Linked DNA regions of Mus musculus: region 1 is linked to region 2. A link is a contact called in public promoter capture Hi-C data. All regions are on one chromosome and are shown on one strand. Each heading gives the region's core, a stretch centred on a gene start, on an enhancer-like site or on the middle of the called end of the contact. The rest is flanking DNA. Distances are from core to core; before and after follow the strand shown. Region 1 overlaps Foxa3 (forkhead box A3). Region 2 overlaps Strn4 (striatin, calmodulin binding protein 4).

The links. Capture Hi-C pulls out chosen DNA fragments and counts their contacts.
Region 1: a promoter capture Hi-C map of liver shows a contact between it and region 2, with 4 times the contacts expected there. The contact joins two enhancer-like sites. A contact is called at or near these places in 4 of 39 promoter capture datasets (hippocampal neurons, liver, pre-B cells and 1 more), 3 of 115 datasets of contacts at active chromatin or transcription factors (embryonic forebrain, embryonic stem cells and large pre-B cells) and 2 of 9 other capture datasets (adipose tissue and liver).

The regions. Positions count from the first base shown.
Region 1 is chr7:19,010,331-19,013,896 of GRCm38.p6, reverse strand. It overlaps Foxa3 (forkhead box A3), which reads left to right. Exons shown (of 2, transcript NM_008260.2): 2 at 1-614. Among named protein-coding and RNA genes, the nearest start is that of Irf2bp1, 8.1 kb to the right of the region's middle. Within about 2 kb of position 1,381, at least 134 of the 459 cell types and tissues checked have an H3K27ac peak or open chromatin away from gene starts, as enhancers often do. A contact at or near this core is called in liver, where this site is marked.
Region 2 is chr7:16,835,449-16,838,898 of GRCm38.p6, reverse strand. It overlaps Strn4 (striatin, calmodulin binding protein 4), which reads right to left. Exons shown (of 18, transcript NM_133789.3): 13 at 1,167-1,337; 14 at 910-1,050; 15 at 531-629; 16 at 250-336. Among named protein-coding and RNA genes, the nearest start is that of Prkd2, 5.7 kb to the left of the region's middle. Within about 2 kb of position 1,363, at least 12 of the 459 cell types and tissues checked have an H3K27ac peak or open chromatin away from gene starts, as enhancers often do. A contact at or near this core is called in liver, where this site is marked.

The sequences.
Region 1 (3,566 bases), core at 132-2,631, 2.2 Mb before region 2:
AGTTAGACTGGTGTACTATGAAAGCTGCCATATTAAGTGAAGCCATTGGGTGATTGATCCACTGGGTGCCTGATGGTCGTGATGTTGGATGACACATGTCTGGTCCTTTGGATGATGTGTTGGACATCTTGATTGACCTTTTGAGTATGTGACAGAACACATCTTCTTTGGCTCATTTTATCCTGGGATCGCCTCTTTTTTTTCCTCTTCTTTTTCTTTTTCTTTTTCTTTTTTTCTTTTCCTTTTTTCTTTTTTTTTTCTTTTTTGGCAGACTTCTTGGTTCAGCAGATGCCAAATTGGCCACCATATCACATGGTGTCTTTTTTGACATTCTGGATGCATGGAAGGTCACTGTATTGGCAAGGTGACATCTCAGCATGCTGCTATGCACCAAGATAGATGGTTACCACAGGCCTGCCATCACCATCTCCTTGGTGGAGGTTGGGTGAGGGGAAGAGGTGAGCAGACCCTATGAGTTTTCTCTGAAGCCCATCCCCACCCTGTCTGTGAGAAAGGGCTAGTGTGGGTGTCGGGAGTTCCTACTGAGGTCAAGTTCTTGTCTGGGGCTTGGGAATACTGCCTGTGTTTGGCCATTAAAAAGGCACCATCTCCATCTCTTAGTGTCTTTTTCTTGGTGGACCCTGTGAGGCTCAAACACCTAAATGTGTGTTCCTCTATGCCCTTCTTCCTATCCCAGGGAGCTGGTGGCCTCTGTGGGGGAAGGGCTGGGGGGGAAAAGCAGCAATGTGACCTTTGGCTCTTTGTTGTCCCTGACCCCAAGGACAGTTTGTTCATAGATAGCAGCCCCCGCACAGTAGTGGGGCCAGAGCAGCCAGGGGGGAGGTGGCTTTGCAGTGACCAAGGCCATCACCCCTCCCCCACCTTGCAGACACACACACACACACACACACACACACACACGCACACACACATACACACCTGAAGCTTTAGGGCTATAGAAACCTACAGAAACTATAGGCTATTCAATTTGGGGGAAGAAGGGAAAAGAATGCAAGATTTGAAGGGGGGAGGGAGAGAGAAAGGAGACAGAGAGAGAGAGAGAGAGAGAGAGAGAGACCTTTATTTTATTTATTTTTGAAAGAAGGTCTCATACTCTGGGGTGCTCAAACTCATGGCAATCCCCCTGCCTCTGTCTTCTTTCGAGGATTACAGGGATGTACACCTGGTCTATACTGATTTATTCTGGTGTATTCGGTGCTGGGGCTGGAACCCAGCAACTGGAGTACGCTATAGCAATCACTTACCTATGGAGCTAGGTCCACTCTGTCAGTCTTTCTAGTCACCCACACTCTGGCCCCTCCTTGGCTCTCTTCTTTGGCCTCCCTCTCCCAGTTCAGAGTTTCCGCCTCTACCTGCCGCCTGGCAGGCGGGTCCCTCTATTTCTGTCGCAGTCCCGCCTTGCCCGGGCCGCGTGTCACCCCCGCCCCCTGCCTTGCTGGCTCCCAGTTGTCAGCCGTCCCACCAGGCTGGCTGTCCTGGGGAATTCCTCCCGGTTCCTGGAAAAAACAACTGGGGCCGAGAGAAAGGCCCTCAGTCTCCCCGGGCTCCGGCCCTCCCCCGGGCCTGGGGGTCGCCGGCCCGAGGCAGGAAGCCCTGCGGTTTCTGGCTTCTCCCCGGCGGCCTCCGGATCTGGCCCCCGCCGCTCCCCCCCCCCCCAAACCGGGCCAACAGCCCAAATATTATTCCGCAGGAGGAGTCGGTGGCGGCGGGAGGAGGCTCAGGTTGAAAGAGGCTTTCAGGGTAGCCAGGCCTTGGGCTTCCTGTCCCCAGGCTCGGGCCTCAGGCTGCCCCACTGGGGACCTCAGGTGGCCTGAGAGGCGGGGTGTTGTTGTAGGGTCCTTAGGGGAGGGTGGGGCCATCTGTCGGGGTTTCTGGTGGCCACCAGCTCGCCTGGCCTTGCCTGGCGTGGGCAGGTGTGACCCCCCCCCCCCCCCCGGACAGCCGGCTGGTGTCCAACGTGGAAAAGTACCAACATCAGACGTGGGACGTGTGGACAGACAGGAGGACGCGATGAGGGATGGGTCACTGGGGTGGGGGGGACATAGAGTGGGCTGGGTTGTGGGGTTGACATGACATTAAGGAAAAGACCTGTGGGCAGGAAACCGAGGCTAGGGGCCTGGGTCCCAGCTTGAGCACGGAGCTATATACGCTTTGAGATGAGGTAATGACTATAGAAGTGGCCCCAGCTGTTGGGCCTAGTAACCCACATCTGTGGTCTCAGCACTCGGGAAGCAGAGGCAGGACTGTTTGGGGGCCAACCTAGGCTACATAGCTACATAGTGTGTCTGTCTCTTAAACAAACAAGAAAACTTGACAAGTAATGAGTAATTGAATAATTCCTTTTTAGGGACCCTCACTTTATTACAGGCAAAAACTGAGGCATGGAGCTGGTTTGACGATTAAGGTCACACAACTGGGGTGGGGATGGGGGTGGGGGTCCCAGGAAGGCCCTCTGGCTCTGACTCAGTGCCTTGGACCTCCACTGTTCTAGAGAATAGCCCCCCACTTCCTGCCACAGTTTGGAATGGTAGGAGCCTCACCCACAAAAGTTTACAGGTGTGTGTGTATGTATGTGTATGTGTGTGTATGTATTGTATAAATATATGCATGTGAGTATATGTGTGTATGTATGTGTATATATACATATATGTATATATGTATGTGTGTATGTATCTGAGTGTATGTGTGTGTGTATGTATGCATGTGTGTATATGTGTGTATGTATATGTATGTATGTGAGTGTATGCATGTGAGTATATGTATGTGTGTGTTCTGGTCATGTTTGTCATACAGCTCTTTACCTTTCTTAGTGTCATTTTTATATTTCTCTGCTGTTCTGTGACGGGTGTCTTTTAGCATACGTGTGTGCTTCCGTATCTTGGTCACTGTCTGTCACTTGTCATTGTGTCTGTCACTGGGCATCTTTACGTGTCACTCTTCTGTGTGTCACATTATGTGTCTCTGTCCCTCCGACTTGCACATCTGCCTATATTGGTCACTGTGCGTCACTGTGTCTGTCCACCAATGTGTCACCATCTACCCTGGTGCCAGTGTGTGTGTTACTCACCACTCAGGCCACAGGTGGGCGTGTCTGGCCCACCAGTGCCAGAACTGTGGCCCAGCCCAGCCTACCCTGGCTGCTGTGGTCCACGCTGGACGCCTGTTTGCCATGCCTGCCTCAGGTAAACAGGAGGCTCCCGAGGCCCAGGGCACCTCCCTCACCTCTGCTCCCTTCTCTTAGGACTGCTCCCAGCCCAGCTGGATCACAGCCCACTGACATGCCCCCAGCCACCCTGGACTCACAGACCCAGTCTTGGCCTCAGCCTGGTCTGTCCCTTTATCTCTGTTTGCCTGTCTGTCTCTGTGTCTGTCTGTCTGTCTCTTTCTGGGGTAGTGGTTCTCAATCTTTCTAATGCTGTGACCCCTTATATTTTGGTGACCCCCAACAGTAATCTCAATGTTACTTCATAACTATAATTTTACTACTGTCATGTAAACATCTGATAGTTAGATGCAGATGTAATGGAAATATCTGTTGTGCAGAT
Region 2 (3,450 bases), core at 114-2,613:
TAGATGGCTGCTGAGCCTGTATCTGAAAGCAGAGATGGATCAAGTACTCAAACTCTGATCCCATCACCACATGCCTACAACACAAGAGCAACCCCTCTCTCCCCCCAGGCAGGGCTCCCAAGGAGAGTCAATGAGGCCGACGTGGGAACTTATAGCACACTCAAGAGTAGAGTTGCCTGACATGGCTGTAGCCCCTCTCTTTGCCTCCAACCCTCCTGAGGAAGGAGCAGCAAGAGGCGCTCAACTTACTTCCTGACATCAAGAACACGCCATTTGGGTCCACAGCTAGGCAGGTGACTGCATCCAGGTGGGCCACCATGGAATGCACAGATTTACCTGGAGAGAGGATAGAGAGTGGCTGGGAGTCCCCGACAACTACTAGCCTTATTTGGGAAGCTGAGGGGCTGGGAGCGGGAAGTCTGAAAACCTCTAAGGTAGACACCAGAGTTTGGTAGTCTTGAATGTCCCTGTCCCATGCTGCCCGTACCCCCAAAAAACACAACGAGGGGACAATTAAGGCTGGGCCTCACCTGTTCGATTGTCCAGGAACCGGATGCCCCTGTCGTCGTGTGCAGTGATGGTGAGAGGCTGGCTTGGGTGACTCACCACCTGGTTGATCTGTGCTGGGCCTGGAGGGTCAGTGGGAAGAGTGGGAGAGGCAGGCCTGAGGGGAAAGCAGGGCCGGACAGAGGCAGGAGGGGCAGGCCACTTCTGCAGTTGGGAACGTGCCTCCCAGCCCTGTGTGTCAAGCTAGCTGGCTACCACTGAGCCTTGCTTCCTTCCTGCTTGTGGCATATGGTAACATTCTCTTCTCACTGATGGCTAGGTCCCCAGAACCACGGGAGGAACTGGGGTCCTATGGGCACTCAGCCCCCAGTCTTACTGGCCTGCCTGGCTAAGGGCCCTTACCACTGCTCCCTCGAGACTCCAATGTGAGAAGGGCGCTGCCAGCTTCCAGGTCATAAAGAACGGTATCACCAGAACGAAAGGAGGCCACGACATGGGCAGGTTCAGTGCTGGTGAAGGCCACTGAGGTGGGAATTCCATGTTCTGAGAGTACAGGGGAAGAGAGAAGGCTACTCAGAGCGCTGGTCCTGCCCTCCTCAGGAGCCACCAGAGTCCTGGGCTCTGTATCCTGCTTGTGAGACACTGGGGTCAAAACTCACCTCCATCCATGGGGAAGGTACAGAGGCAGCTTGGACCACTGCTGCTGGGATCCCAGATGCGGACGGTGCCATCGGCAGAGCAGGATGCTAGGCGCTGGGAGGTGGGACTGAAGGCCAGACCCCACACAGCATCCCCATGGCCTTCCAGGACATGGCTCAGCACACTTGGGTCTGGGCAGGCCGGGAGGAAATAGATTGTCAGGGACACCAGCTACACTGATTGGCCCAAGGGCTTTATCTTTGCTGGGACCTGGGTGGCTGCCACTGCCCACAAGCTCCTCTGACTCTAGGGCTCAGGAACAGCTCAAGAGCTTAGAAAATGAGGCTTCCATGTTCACTGTCTCTCCAGGGCCAAGGTCAGCAGCTCAGGGGACCAGTGGAGCACGAAGGAAAGCTGCCTCGGCTCCCCTTTTAGTCCCTGCAATGTCTTTCCCTTCTACTTTCTCAGGCTCTGCTGTTCAAAGGACCTTCTGTGGTCTCTCTCGCTGTTAAGTTCACATGGTTCTGGGTCAAGTCCTGCTGACACCTGAAGTCCACTTAGGATTGATGCCTGACCTTCCCAAATGATCATTAGTTTGACAGGAAATGCAACTCTGTATTCTGCCATAACCAATTTAGCACAAAGCCATGTTCAAGAGTAAACAGCACTCAGGAGGCAGAGGCAGGAGGATCTCTATGAGTTTAAGGCCAACCTGGGTCTACATAAAGACAACACAGTGAAATCCTATCTTTTAAAAGAGGGGTGGGAGTGGGGTTGGAGAAATGGCTCAGTGGTAAGAGCATTTGCTTTTACTCACGACCATCTGTAACACAGAGATACATGTAAAAAGAGCTCACTAAGCACCAACAAGTTAGGCAAGGGCACTGAGTAGGAGGGAACTCTGGGTATCTCTTCACATTAAAAAAAACTACTTAAAATTTTTTTATTTAATTTTATTCTTTTATGGTTACCAATGGTGGTAGCACACACCTTTAAGGGAGGGAGGCAGAGGCAGGTGGAGTTTGAAGGCAGCCTGGGCTACAGAATGAGTTCCAGGACAGACGGGGCTAAACGGAGAAACTGTCTCAAAAAACGAAGCCAACCCAAACAAAAAAACAAAACAAAATAAAAAACTTTTTTACTTAAGCAGAGATGGAGTCTATAATAAAGACATTTCTTTCTTTCTTTCTTTCTTTTCCTTTCTTCCTTTCTCTCTCTCTCTCTCTCTCTCTCTCTCTCTCTCTCTCTCTCTCTCTCTCTCTCTCTCTCTCTCTTTCTTTCTGTGTAGCCCCAGCTGACCAAGAACTCAGCAGTTCTGGCTCACTGAGCTCTGCTTGTCTTCTGCCTCAAGGGCTGGAATTAAAGGTGTACATTACTACATGCAGCCTATAAGACATTTTTTAAAAATGTACTTACCCTCTCTTAAAAAGAAAAAGAACTTTAAAAAGTTTTAAAAAAATACTTAAAAGAATTTTTTCTTAAACTATATTGTGAGCACACTCTTTCTCTCCCCAGCTCTCCCCAGATTTTCCCACCTCCTTACTGCCCAAGCAACTTCATGTTCCTTCTCTCTAAAAGACTAAAACTAAAGCAGAAGATTTTAAAAAAAGAAAAAGAAAAGGAAAAATAAAGGAAGGAAGGAAGGAAGGAAGGAAGGAAGGAAGGAAGGAAGAAAGAAAGAAAGGAAGAAAGAAAGAAAGAAAGAGCCAAAAATGAAAGAAACATAAAATTTCCCCCAACAACATGGAGTGTGTTCTGAGTTGTCAGCCACCCCTAGGCATGAAGCCTGCCCTGGAGTGTCACTGATAGACCTAGTGACTCTGGCTCAGAGGCAGCTCATTTCCCTTCCTCACAGAAGTCAATTGTAAATAGCTTCTTGGTGAGGGATAGGACGTGGTGTTCATTTCTCCTAGTAAAAGACTTTTGTCTGTTTGTTTGGTTTTTCAAGACCAGGTTTCTCTGTCCTAGAACATACTTTGTAGACCAGGCTGCTGGCCTCAATTAAAAGTGTGTGCTACCATTGCCAGGTAAAAGGCTTCTTAAAAACAGACTTAAAAACTAGTTTTAAGACCTTGTTTCAAAATAGAATAAACAAAAACACGGGAGTTAATATAAAATGAGGTCCTCAGGAAGGTGAGAAACATCCAAGAACATGGGTGAGGGTGTTCCCAAGACAGTGTTACCCACTAATTAACTCTTTTTTTAATAACAATAAAAAATATTTATTTATTTATTATATGTAAGTACACTGTAGCTGTCTTCAGACACTCCAGAAGAGGGCATCAGATCCCATTACGGATGGTT